Linked DNA regions of Hordeum vulgare: regions 2 and 3 are each linked to region 1. A link is a contact called in public Hi-C and HiChIP or PLAC-seq data. All regions are on one chromosome and are shown on one strand. Each heading gives the region's core, a stretch centred on a gene start, on an enhancer-like site or on the middle of the called end of the contact. The rest is flanking DNA. Distances are from core to core; before and after follow the strand shown. Region 1 holds the start of LOC123396943 (thiol protease aleurain). Region 2 holds the start of LOC123396000 (protein GAMETE EXPRESSED 1-like). Region 3 holds the start of LOC123396849 (probable GTP diphosphokinase RSH3, chloroplastic).

Region 1 (3,850 bases), core at 492-2,991:
GCCTCTAGGGCATATTTCCAACACCGTCCTCACCTCCCTCGCCTCGTCCGGCAAAGGCAAGCCTCGCCCCCCCGGAAGGCCGCAGCGCCGAAGCCGAAGAAGGTGCTGACGCTCGAACAACGGGCAAATGAGTCGGCCAATAGGAAGGACCGGAGGCACGCGGCGGACGCGAGGGATGAAGCCATCGCGGCGGCCGCCGCGCAGCAACGGGTCACCAATGCCTGCGTCGCGGCGGCAACGAGGGAGGCGCTCTGCATGCTGGGGTTAAACCCTAGCCAGCACGGCCTTGTCAACGCTGTCGTGGCCGCCGCGGTCAGCACCGGCTCATCTGCCTTCCCTCGGACGGTGCTGGCCGACTCGCCCGACACGTCGGCTTGCAACCCGGTGCCCGGCTTCCACATCTACCCGCAGGCCTCCCGCCTCTCGGGGGAGTGCTCGCCCGAGGTGAGCGTGATCGCGTCTTCCACGCCCGTGCCCGCGCCCATCGACCTTAACGCTGCACCGGTGGCCGCTGGCTCATCAGCTGGGGGCGCGAGGAAACGCGTGCGGCAGACGCCAGCTGACCAGCTGCCGGGCACGCGCAACCTGTTCGACGGAATGTGGCCCGCCGGCGACGACGACTACATGCAGAACATGATCTTCGAGGGTGGTGCGCAGGCCGCTGGCTTCGATCCCGACGAGACATAAAGCCAGGATGGCCGAGTGGCGTTCACATCGCCCGCTGGCTAGAATGAAGATCAGGCCACCTTCATGCGTGATCAAGTCGGCCTGAACCTGGACGGCTTCCCTCTCGACCATGAGTTCCCCGTCGAGTTGGAGGCGGAGAAGGAATCCAAGATGCTAGACACCGAGGTCGTCAACGCCAAGACCAAGGCCAAAGAAGTGGCTCTCGCGAGCATGATGACAGGGGTGGAGATCATGAAGGTGGATGTCAACACCGTGTCGCCAAGGAAGAGGTCGTGGTTCGAGAAGATGCAGACCGACATGCTCAAGTTCGACGAGGAGTGATCTATGGCGGCGAGCGCCATCTTTTTTGGATGCCGGCAGGTGTGCTGGCATGACCACGGGGGCCGCGATGGCGTGGTCGAACTCAAGTCCCACCCTTTTTATGTGCTGGCATGTGTGTCGGCCGGCTCGCGAGCTTCATCTTTTGGCATGATGCTGACATGAGACATTGCCGCTCGCATGACCGGTGACGGGCCTTTTCTTAAATGTTGATTGCGGACATAAAATGGGTCGACGAATTGGACGCACTGCGTACCTAAATCTAAAACAGGACGGAGGCCAGCCGGACGGCCGACCCAAACAGACAAAAAACGAACAAATTCGCCGTCCGTTTAGATCGTCCGTTGGACTTGCTCTAACTGCTCTTTTCTTAATGAAACATGTCTGATTTATAACGAATGGGTTTCGATTTATATGAAAACCAGCTGGTTTGCATGAATTTAAACTACTGTTTGAAGAATTGTATACATGTAACGTTAGATGGTTAGATTTCGCATCCGTATGTGGGAGACTGCGAATTGTACCTTGTCAGTGGATAGATACAGGAGCAAATTTGAGGGTGTTGGAGATGCCCTTAGTACATAGCCGCACATGTGTGCCACGCCTGGTATTTTGGCTCTTGAATATTGAGACAAAGAATAATCCTCGCTAGAGTAAGTAGATTATACTTACTGCAGATCACAAATATCCTCTGCGTACAGAGTCTCAAACAAGTGGTCAAGCGTGCCCCGGTGCGCGCCCCGATATATAAAACCCCCGGCACCGGGACGCGAGCTCCTCCCGCCCGCCTACCCAACCCAGTAAAATACTGCCACCTATCCGCCGGCGAAACGAAATGGCCCACGCCCGCGTCCTCCTCCTGGCGCTCGCCGTCCTGGCCACGGCCGCCGTCGCCGTCGCCTCCTCCTCCTCCTTCGCCGACTCCAACCCGATCCGGCCCGTCACCGACCGCGCCGCCTCGACGCTCGAGTCCGCCGTCCTCGGCGCGCTCGGCCGCACCCGCCACGCCCTCCGCTTCGCGCGCTTCGCCGTCAGGTCCGTGCTACTGCTACGCACCCCCAATCCTCCGCCCAGCCGTCGATTCTCCGTCTGTCCGGCCGCCGCCGTCCCTCATGGCAGCTGACGTCCCGGCCGGTCCGTTCGATCCGCTTTCGCAGGTACGGCAAGAGCTACGAGAGCGCGGCGGAGGTGCGGAGGCGGTTCCGGATCTTCTCCGAGAGCCTCGAGGAGGTGCGCTCCACCAACCGGAAGGGCCTCCCCTACCGCCTCGGCATCAACCGTACGACCCCCGACCATCCTCTAATCCCCGCCGCCCGCTTCCGGCCCCGCCGGGTCCTCCTCTAAACGCTCGTCGCTTTTGCTGTCGTCCCGCAGGCTTCTCGGACATGAGCTGGGAGGAGTTCCAGGCGACCCGTCTCGGCGCGGCGCAGACCTGCTCGGCGACGCTCGCCGGCAACCACCTCATGCGGGACGCCGCCGCGCTCCCGGAGACCGTAAGTGCCAAGTTTTACTTACTACTCTCACCGCAGAACATCCCATCAATTAATTATGAACTGTTGGTAGCGTAGCTGCGTAGGAATGGTCCCTGTATTGTAACGTTAGTAACGGTTGCTGAGGACGAGCAGGGTCACATGGTCAGTTTCAGTCGATGTCAATCCTCCGTTCGAAAGCCAGGATAAGTAATTTATTTGGGTTTCAAACCAGCTATCTGTCGAGCTTTCTGGTTTGCCTGAATTGCTGCAGGATTTTGCTCGTCACTGTATTTTCCACGGTCCCGGCACATATTGTAGTTAAAAGTTACTTCTATCGTATGTACACCAGCCAATGAAAGAGCAGGAAATGTTAATTTGCCAAGTAGCATGGTGGTAATTAAGGATTGCCGCACAACATTTCTTGCTATTTATAACTAGTATGGTTGTGCGAAGACGAGTGTATATATAGCATAGACTATATCCTGTTGTAGCCGTTGACGCTTAATTTGCAAGTATTATGTCGCTTGATCCAGCAAGCAGCAGAGTTGGTGTACGTACCAATCGACTCCATTAATGTGGGGAGTAAGTGATGTTGTCATTGCTGCAGAAAGACTGGAGGGAGGATGGGATCGTCAGCCCCGTCAAAAACCAGGCCCATTGCGGCTCCTGCTGGACGTTCAGGTAACTAATGAATTTCTGCAGTTTTTTTTTTCCCACACGTGCTCCTGTATCAGTAATAACCAATGTGTGCCCAATACTGTGCCTGCTCATGGTGAAGCGTGCTCAAATCTGGTGTTTTTCAACTTGACGTTCATACTATATGATATCCGACAGGAAGTAGAATGATCGATCCGATCCAGTTAATTGTCTGCGCCATAGAACAAAGAGACTTCAATTCAATCATCGCCCTCAAAGTAATATGTGTGGACGCGCCTTTGAATCGTGCTGCTTCTAATAAAGTACTAGTATTAAAAACTGCATCTGATGGCCCAGGATGGGGACCGACAGATCAATCCATTGCCATAGTTGAAAAATGCTGGCTCTCAAGAGCGGTGGTTGAGTATACTTGAGATCTTTTTCATCAGACACAATCATGAATTATTTGGAAGTGTACAGCAATGGAGTTAAAATACTGCGCTCGTGTGACATGCGAGCAAATAAATAAATAAATAAATAACTGAGCAACTAATATAATTATGTATAGTACATTGATTTCATGGTCTTCTTTCAGTTGGTGTTTGGTGACCAGTCGCTATCTTGTGGGGCCTTTCATGCCTCCTGTTCATTATTCCCACATCTAAATAGAAGTAATATATCTTTCAAATATCGTCAGGCGAATGCAATTCCAAATGCACACAGGTTACAGTGCCATA
Region 2 (3,938 bases), core at 498-2,997, 140 kb after region 1:
ACCCAAGCAACATTCAACAACCCTTTAGCCCCCACAGATTCAGACCATTTTCTCAGATTAATCACAGCACCACAGCTCTTAACGTTCATACTTTCAGCAAAGCAAGTTTATCCACATCTCTAGGAGATGGAAATCTCATAACAAAGGTATTAGGGCCAATAGATCTGGTCGAGCACCTCCAATTAGTATTGATATATGTGTTAAAAAAATTCTCCAACTGTCTACCAGATGCATGACCCTCAACCACCGAAATCACAATAAACATGTTCCTATCAGTAGTCTGGTTGGGCGTACTATGATCATGGATATAGAAAAAGGCCTTCCCCTCTGCCGGAACCCACACATGGGTGCTACGCACTCCCATGGAAGAACATTATTGCATATAGGGGCCAGATGTCCATGAATCCCGCATCTACCACAGATAGCACGCGGACAGCAAATAGGCAAGTGCTCAGGATCCTTGCAAGTGACGCAAACCTCAGTGCCTCCCACTAGTGGAGAGGCGTTCCTCTTGCCGGGAGTAGGATGTCGATGATCAGGAGGTTGATGAAGATGTTGTCGACGCGTCTCCTGAAGTCTTCCCCCCGCAGATCCACCCGCGGGGACCTGGGTGCTGTTGTCGCCCCACTTCTCCCCGCGGGCTCCTCCTTGCACCTCCATGGCCGCCGCCTCCCATCTGGCCTTGTCGGAAACACCATGTCGTGGATCTACGTTGGAAGAGTTTTGCCCGCCGTCTTCGGCTTCGCGCGTCCACACCATGTTGCGACCGCCTCCGCCTCCGCCGTGGCCGCGACCTCCTCCAGGTCCGATCCGACCACCACGTCCACCGCGCCCGAATCGACCTTCTCCACCTCCATCTCCGCGGAACCCACGACCACCCATCTCTCGCCCTGCCATGGGTGGATTCCGCGGCGGCGACGCTGTCACCTCGACGAATGATCTACTATCCCCTCCAACCTTCCCCTCCCACCAGCCGAAGGAAGGCGAAACCCTAGGTGGCGAAACCCTAGCTTTTCCCCCAGAAGTGGCCGAAGAGGGAGGCGAGATCTGGAATGGGCGACGCTGCGGGGGTGGGTGGGGATATCACCGAAACCCTATCGCCGCTTCCTGTAGCACGCGGGCCTTCCCTTAGCGGGGCCGGGGCCTCTCCCTGCCCGACGCTCGACACGGGCCCAGGCCCGAGAATGCCCACCCCGGGTGTGGCTTGCGGCACACGATCGTGCAGGGGGACGAGGAGCGCCGCTGTGGGCGTGCCTGCGGCAAGGGAGACGAGATAGACGTGAGGAACGCCATCCACCTTTCGTACTAGTTGCTTTATCTGCCTAACTGCATACACGAGTGATCTGCTTCCACCATTTCCCCAAAGTGTTCATCTAATCACAAGTTTTAGCCCCAAAAAAAATCTAATCACAAGTTTTGCATTTCGCGGAAATGCCAGCACGCTGGTAAATATGGACGGTAGTACTACTACTTAGTACAGATCCTGTCCGTGATGAGGTCGCGTCTCTCCACTGAACGGGCGTAACGAGTGACCAAATTTAACCACGCGGCGGTGCGGCTCTCGACCACTGTTCCCATTTTCTTTCGTACGCGGGGAGGAAGCGCCCTTCCGCGCGAACCAACGCGACGTTTTCACCGCGCCGGCCCCGCCAGTTTCTTTCTCGTCTGCTTCTTCTTCTACCAAACGTCCAAACCACAGCCGGCCACCCCCACTATATATATGCGCGCCACTCACCCGCCCCGCCGGTCCCTGTCTCGATCGTCCCCTGCTGTCGTCAGGACGCTCCTCCCCTCCCCACCATCGCCTCCACCCAAGCCAACGGTCTGATTCGCCACCGCCGGTGAGTTCCCTCCCGCAGATCATTCTCCCCGCCGCTCTTCTCTTTTCCGAGTGATGGAATGGCGCCTAGTTTCTTGCCAATTCTGGTTTTGCGACCGAGTCTCTCTCTAATTTCCTCTGCTTGTTCACCGGTGCATGGCTGCGATGCGGCGCGGTTCACGAACCCAGCCGTAGACCGTGGTGTCTGTTTAGATGAATTAAGTACAGTAGATCCTAGTGTTTCTTGCATACAAGAGCTTCATTTTCTATAAGATGGTTTTAGAACCACATGCTCCGGCGTTCATGTCAGTCAGTGCTCAGTACTCAACACAATGCCGCGTACGTCGTCCCGGGTAGGAGAAAGGGGGGATTGCTTCGCTCTGACATGGCTGGGCCTGCTCCCTCTGAATCTTGTGGAATAAGGCAGTGCCACCGACCTACAATGGCGCCGACTTAACATTAGTTGGTTGGGAACTTGGGATCCAACTGGTGGTTTACTGCAATTAACAGAGCTTCCTTGCCGGGAACGGAACATAGCATGGCAAGAGATCTCTGAGCTCTCTTCTCTTTCGGCATTTCCATCGACATCCCCAGTTGCCAGTTGTGTCGAGGATTGATTAACTAACTTTACAAGGGAACTCCAAAGGAAGAGGACGAAACCGCCATTGCTCACTGCATGAGTGCTAGTGCGAGTGCGCGCGCGGGTCCCTTTCATCCGTGGTGTCAAAAGTCCCCAAACCGACCTACTATTTTTTTTTCCCTTGTAAATCTCCGATCGGATCTGACCTCTGCCTTGCCGGGGAAGAAACGCGGAGCACTATATTTATCCGGCCCCCCTTTCACACGGCAGGGCACACATCTGCAACAGCCCGTTGCCTCTCTCTGTTCTTCTTCTGCTGGGGAGACGATCGTCCATCCCGTTTGTTGCAGCGGGAAGTTTGCCTGATCGCTTTAGGCTGGAACTGCTAGTTGGGTTTTATCGTACGTGATCGAGTAATTGGCACCAAGAAGTTGGAATTTTGATCTCGCCTCTTTAATTTGGTAATTAATCAAGAATTTCAGAGTTTAATACTACGAATTATGATGCGAGCATGAGAACAATCTGCATCCAGTGAATACGTTTTAATTCTCGCCTTCTTGACCATCCTTGTCTTTGCCAGGGAAGATTTGCACCGGAATCGACCTCTGACTCAAGATCACTGTTTTTCTGGTTCGACCAGAGCCATGAGGAAAAATGCATCGTTTGTGCTGTTGATTTTGGCCTGCTTGTGGCTATGCCCTCGGCGGAGCAGCGGGCTATCATGGAACATTTTCTCGTCACGGTCGTCCTCGGCGGCCGGTGACCGGGCCCCGATGATGGAGCTCGACGGCGCGGTGGCCGACTTCTCAATGGACGGCACCAACAACCCGCGAGGGCTGAAGCTGCTGGAGAACGCGCGGAACAAGCTCGCGGGGCCCAAGAACTGCTGGCAGGAGGCGTACCGCAACCTCTTCGCCGGCTGCGGCGAGATCATGGCCGACAAGGAGCGTCAGGCGCGCCTCGCGTGGCACCTCAGCAGCTGCTACCAGGAGGACTCTGGCCGGCCGGCCTTCCCGTCCTGCGCCGGCGGGTCCAGGATGGTGCACTGCCGCAAGAATCTGGGCGACTCCGAGAGCAAGGTGTTCCTCGAGTTCTTCCTGGAGACCAACACGCTGTGCCACCAGCTGCAGGCGGAGGCCTTCAAGCACAGCACGGAGCGGCTGGTGAACGACCTCACGAGGTCCTCCAAGTCGGCGGAGGAGAAGCTGGAGGTGATCGAGGCACGGTCGGAGGAGATCATCAAGGAGTCCGGCAAGGTGCAGGACGCGCTGTCGTCCATGGAGGCGCAGGCGGACCGCCTCGCCGAGACGTCCAAGGGCGTCGGCGCGCAGATCGACGACGTGCTCGCGCACTCCAGGGCCATCTCCGACCGGTCCAAGGAGATCGCCGCCTCCCAGGCGGAGCTCAAGGAGGGGCAGGCCGAGATGAGGGTGAAGATCGAGGCCGGCATGGAGCGCATCCAGGAGTCGTACGACAGGCTCGGGGACGGGATGGGGAAGCTCACGGAGGAGGCCGTGGGCATTCAGAAGGAGATTGCAA
Region 3 (3,938 bases), core at 258-2,757, 180 kb after region 1:
TGACTTGGTTTGGGTTAGGACCTCCAGAGGTCGTTTGTTTTGTTGGAGACGATTATGCTGAAATTTTGATTGAGTACATATCTTTCTCCCACAAAAAAGCTAAAATATGACCCACTCTAAACATATTTTTCATCTTCAAATTACATGCAAACTTAAAGATAAGATTGTCTTAGTATCAACCATTGAACATGCCTTAATGAGCCTCTTTGTCGCTTCTTACATGAAGTTTAGGCATGTGTCAATGCATCGTCTCTTAATACGTAATCATATACGTAATAAAAACATAAGAAACAACCAGGACAATGCAATGTATCTTAGGCTGGCCATAACGGGGTATCATAGCTAGTATCATATCCTTGGGACTATCAAACATGCTTATGTGACAAATAATTAAAAAAGAGAGAGGGGGTTAGAGTAACATAGGTAGATATGGTATCATGCTAAATGCAACGGTACTATGTGTCATGCATGTAAATAAATGAGACCATTTATGATATTAGTTTACGATACTATGCACTATGAAGATATTATCAAACATAATTTCATATGCATGATACTACTATATGATACTTCCCACTATGAATAGGCTTATGTGATGTATCTAAATTTAATGATTTGTGGTTCATGCATGCATGTGATTGGGTTAGCATTTTTTTTGCCCATGACCACGTGCCAATGTTGTATGTTAGCTAAGATACAACCTCACTATCTTTTTTCAATAAATACAATGTGACATAAGCAAAATGACTATGAAACCACATTAAGAGACTTGCATTTGCACATGCCTTTAGACATGTACAATGATGGCATATGAGTACACTTGCCCCATGATAAAAAGGTAGCTTGAGACATCTATATTGATTTTTTTCTCTCCAATGCAAGCTATCATCAGGATGCCCCATCAAAGAATAAAAAATAAAAACTCTAATACACATGCATCTCTACTTTCCATTCTAACTTTTCAGCTTTTTACATCGGACCATACATTTTCTCTTCAAACACCCGCCTCCTACCATCCGATCATATCTGGCATATTAAGCATTACCCTGAGTCTATGCACTGTATATGCCATTGTACCCATGGAATGACGTATGTTCGAAAACAATATTGATAATGCCACTTGATCGAGTGGGAATTGTAAACCGTGTACTTCCTCCGTTTTAAAATAATTGTTTTAAACTTAGTATAATTTTATATTAAAACTAGTAAAAAGTTGAGAGAGTTATATTTTCCTCCCTTCATTCTTAAATATAAGTCTTTTAAAATATTTTACTAGGAGTCTATTAATGAAACCTCTACAAAGACTTATATTTAAGAACGGATGGAGGAGAACGGATGAAGTACTAGGCAATAAGCCGACATGGTAAATTTATGGCACTAGACCCGAATTCCTGTGCACGCAGATAATAACGCGAGATTCCTGCTCCCCGGAGGGCAGTTCGGACATTCATACCCCCCTGCCGCCTTCCTATAATTAGCAACGAGGGCCCTGGATTCCTTCACTTGACGCACCAAAATCCACACGCCGCGAACGCAGCGCAAGCAACCCCAACCCAACCCGGCCCCAGAATAAACACGCGACGAAATTATTCCCCAATTCCTGCTCCTCGCTTCTCCCTCACGCGCACGGGATAGGCTCGCCCCCGCCCCCAAATCCCCTTCATTAGCCCACGCCAGAGGATCCAAAATCCAGCGCCCAATCCCTCCTCCGCAGCCTCGATTCCACCCCCAAAGCAGCCCCGGTTCTTCGAGCTCCCGATTCCTTCCTCCGTCCAGGAGCCTCCCCCGAATGCGTCGACTCCACCTCGCTGAGGCCAGAATCTGACGCCAAATTCGCGCGCGCTCTTCCGCCCCCCTGGTTCGGGTTCGTCTCCGCTGGGATCCTCGGCGCCGCCGTCCAGTTTGGTGCGCAGTTGAGAGGCTGTGAGTTCCGATTCGAGCTCGTCGGAGGCAGTATCTCTGGTTCTGGCGACCATGTCCCTGTCGGCGATTTCCCTGTACACCACCCCGCCGGGCGCCGCCTACTCCTCCTCCTCCTCCTCCGAGTTCGACCCGGGCTCGCGCGGCTCGTCGCCGTGCAGCACCGCGGCCCCGCCCCCGCCGGCCGCCTCCCACCGCCCGGCCGCCGGCGCCGGCGCCGGCGGCCTCTCCTGCCTCTTCTCCTCCCCGGCCGCGGCCGCCGCGCCGCCCCGCGCCCCGGCGCACGACGAGCTCGGCGCGCTCTGGCACGACGGATCCGACGACCTCAGCTTCGGCGGTGGCGGTGGCGGCGGCGGCTACTCCCACTCGCCCTCGCCGCTCAAGTGGCGCGACATCCACCACCACCACCACAGCCCGGTCTCGGTCTTCCAGGGGCCCTCGTCCTCGCCGGCTTCCCGGAGCCCGTCGTCGGCCTCCTGGCTCACCGGCCGCGAGCGCGACCGCCTCTTCTCCGGCTTCGTGCGCAACGCGCTCGGCTCCTGCATCGACTACGTCCCGGCCACCAGCCCGCGGCCCGAGGTCGGCGGCGGCGAGCTCGCGTTCGAGCTCGACGAGAACCTCGCGGGGGCGAGCCCCGCCTGCGAGCCCTACGCCCAGGAGCTCCTCGCCGGTGCTCAGGCTCGCCACCGCATCTTCCACGAGGAACTCGTGGTGAAGGCTTTCTTCGAGGCCGAGAAGGCTCACCATGGCCAGGTGAAGCCCCGCGACCCGATTATCACTTTCCCCGCCTGTTCAATATTAATTTCTGGATTATGATCACTAAATCTCGTTTGGTTTGTTCTTGTTCTATGATTAGACGAGGGCGAGCGGCGATCCATTCTTGCAACATTGCGTGGAGACGGCCGTGCTGCTGGCAAAGATCGGAGCGAGCGCCACGGTCGTCTCTGCTGGGCTTCTGCACGACACCATTGATGATTCGTTCGTGGATTACGATCACATCTTCCACATGTTCGGTGCTGGCGTGGCTGATCTCGTGGAAGGGGTACGTGTTCCTCTTCTCATGGATTTTGACCATTGTTTTAGAGGGATCCGGATAATGGGTTTGGTAGTTAGTGCATTCGTATTCTTTGGTATCCTCAAGCTGTTGGCTGGATCTACTGCAATTATTGTGATCTAAATTATGACGGCCTGCAGCATGCCTCCCTATATTTAAGCCAAATGATCATGCGCATTTCCCTTTCACCTTCATTATCGTATCATTTGCTAATAAAAATTCTTGGATGAAGCCCAACGCATATGACTTTTATATATGATAGTAACAAAAGTTGTGCTATGTTTACTCTGTTCTTTAATCTGTGCTTTTGCTTTGATCATACTCCAAAAGAATTCAACACCATTAGAAAATTATTTGGCACGCAGAAACTTCACTTTAATGGCATGTAGTGTGGGTTTCAATCTACTGTTTCATACTTTTGATAGCTTGGCTGCCGTGTTCTGATTTTGCAAGCTGATAGTTTCTGTCTTAATCTGTTCAGGTTTCGAAGCTGAGCCACTTGAGCAAGCTTGCTCGTGATAACAACACGGCAAGCAGAACTGCTGAAGCAGATCGCTTGCATACAATGCTCCTTGCAATGGCCGATGCACGGGCTGTTCTAATAAAGCTAGCAGATCGTGTGCATAACATGAGGACCTTAGAAGCCTTGCCTTTGGTCAAACAACAAAGATTTGCGAAGGAGACCATGGAGATCTTTGTGCCTTTGGCCAATCGATTGGGGATTGCTAGCTGGAAAGACCAGCTGGAAAATCTTTGCTTCAAGCACTTGAACCCGGAAGAGCACAAGGAGCTGTCATCAAAATTCGCAGAAACCTTTGATGAGGCACTAATCACATCTGCTGTGGATACACTGGATGAAGGTCTGAGGGAAGCAGGCATCTCATATCACAATCTTTCTGGAAGGAACAAAAACCTTTACAGTGTTTACTCCAAGATGCAGAAGTATGTATTAGTACTTGTTTGC

Evidence for each region. A called contact is a pair of places that touch in the nucleus more often than the background predicts. HiChIP or PLAC-seq counts read pairs in DNA pulled down with a chosen protein or histone mark.
Region 2: a Hi-C map of leaf shows a contact between it and region 1, with 3 times the contacts expected there. The contact joins the promoter of LOC123396000 here to the promoter of LOC123396943 in region 1. A contact is called at or near these places in 2 of 6 Hi-C or Micro-C datasets (leaf and seedling) and 1 of 1 datasets of contacts at active chromatin or transcription factors (embryo).
Region 3: an H3K4me3 HiChIP or PLAC-seq map of embryo shows a contact between it and region 1, with 2.3 times the contacts expected there. The contact joins the promoter of LOC123396849 here to the promoter of LOC123396943 in region 1. A contact is called at or near these places in 1 of 6 Hi-C or Micro-C datasets (seedling) and 1 of 1 datasets of contacts at active chromatin or transcription factors (embryo).

Annotation. Positions count from the first base shown.
Region 1 is chr5H:429,809,980-429,813,829 of MorexV3_pseudomolecules_assembly, reverse strand. LOC123396943 (thiol protease aleurain) reads left to right here and starts at 1,741. Exons shown (of 8, transcript XM_045091699.1): 1 at 1,741-2,040; 2 at 2,163-2,284; 3 at 2,380-2,498; 4 at 3,085-3,158. The coding sequence starts at 1,841.
Region 2 is chr5H:429,673,544-429,677,481 of MorexV3_pseudomolecules_assembly, reverse strand. It overlaps LOC123396000 (protein GAMETE EXPRESSED 1-like), which reads left to right and starts at 1,747. Exons shown (of 6, transcript XM_045091025.1): 1 at 1,747-1,841; 2 at 2,980-3,938. The coding sequence starts at 3,044.
Region 3 is chr5H:429,632,673-429,636,610 of MorexV3_pseudomolecules_assembly, reverse strand. LOC123396849 (probable GTP diphosphokinase RSH3, chloroplastic) reads left to right here and starts at 1,507. Exons shown (of 6, transcript XM_045091648.1): 1 at 1,507-2,673; 2 at 2,777-2,962; 3 at 3,456-3,916. The coding sequence starts at 1,975.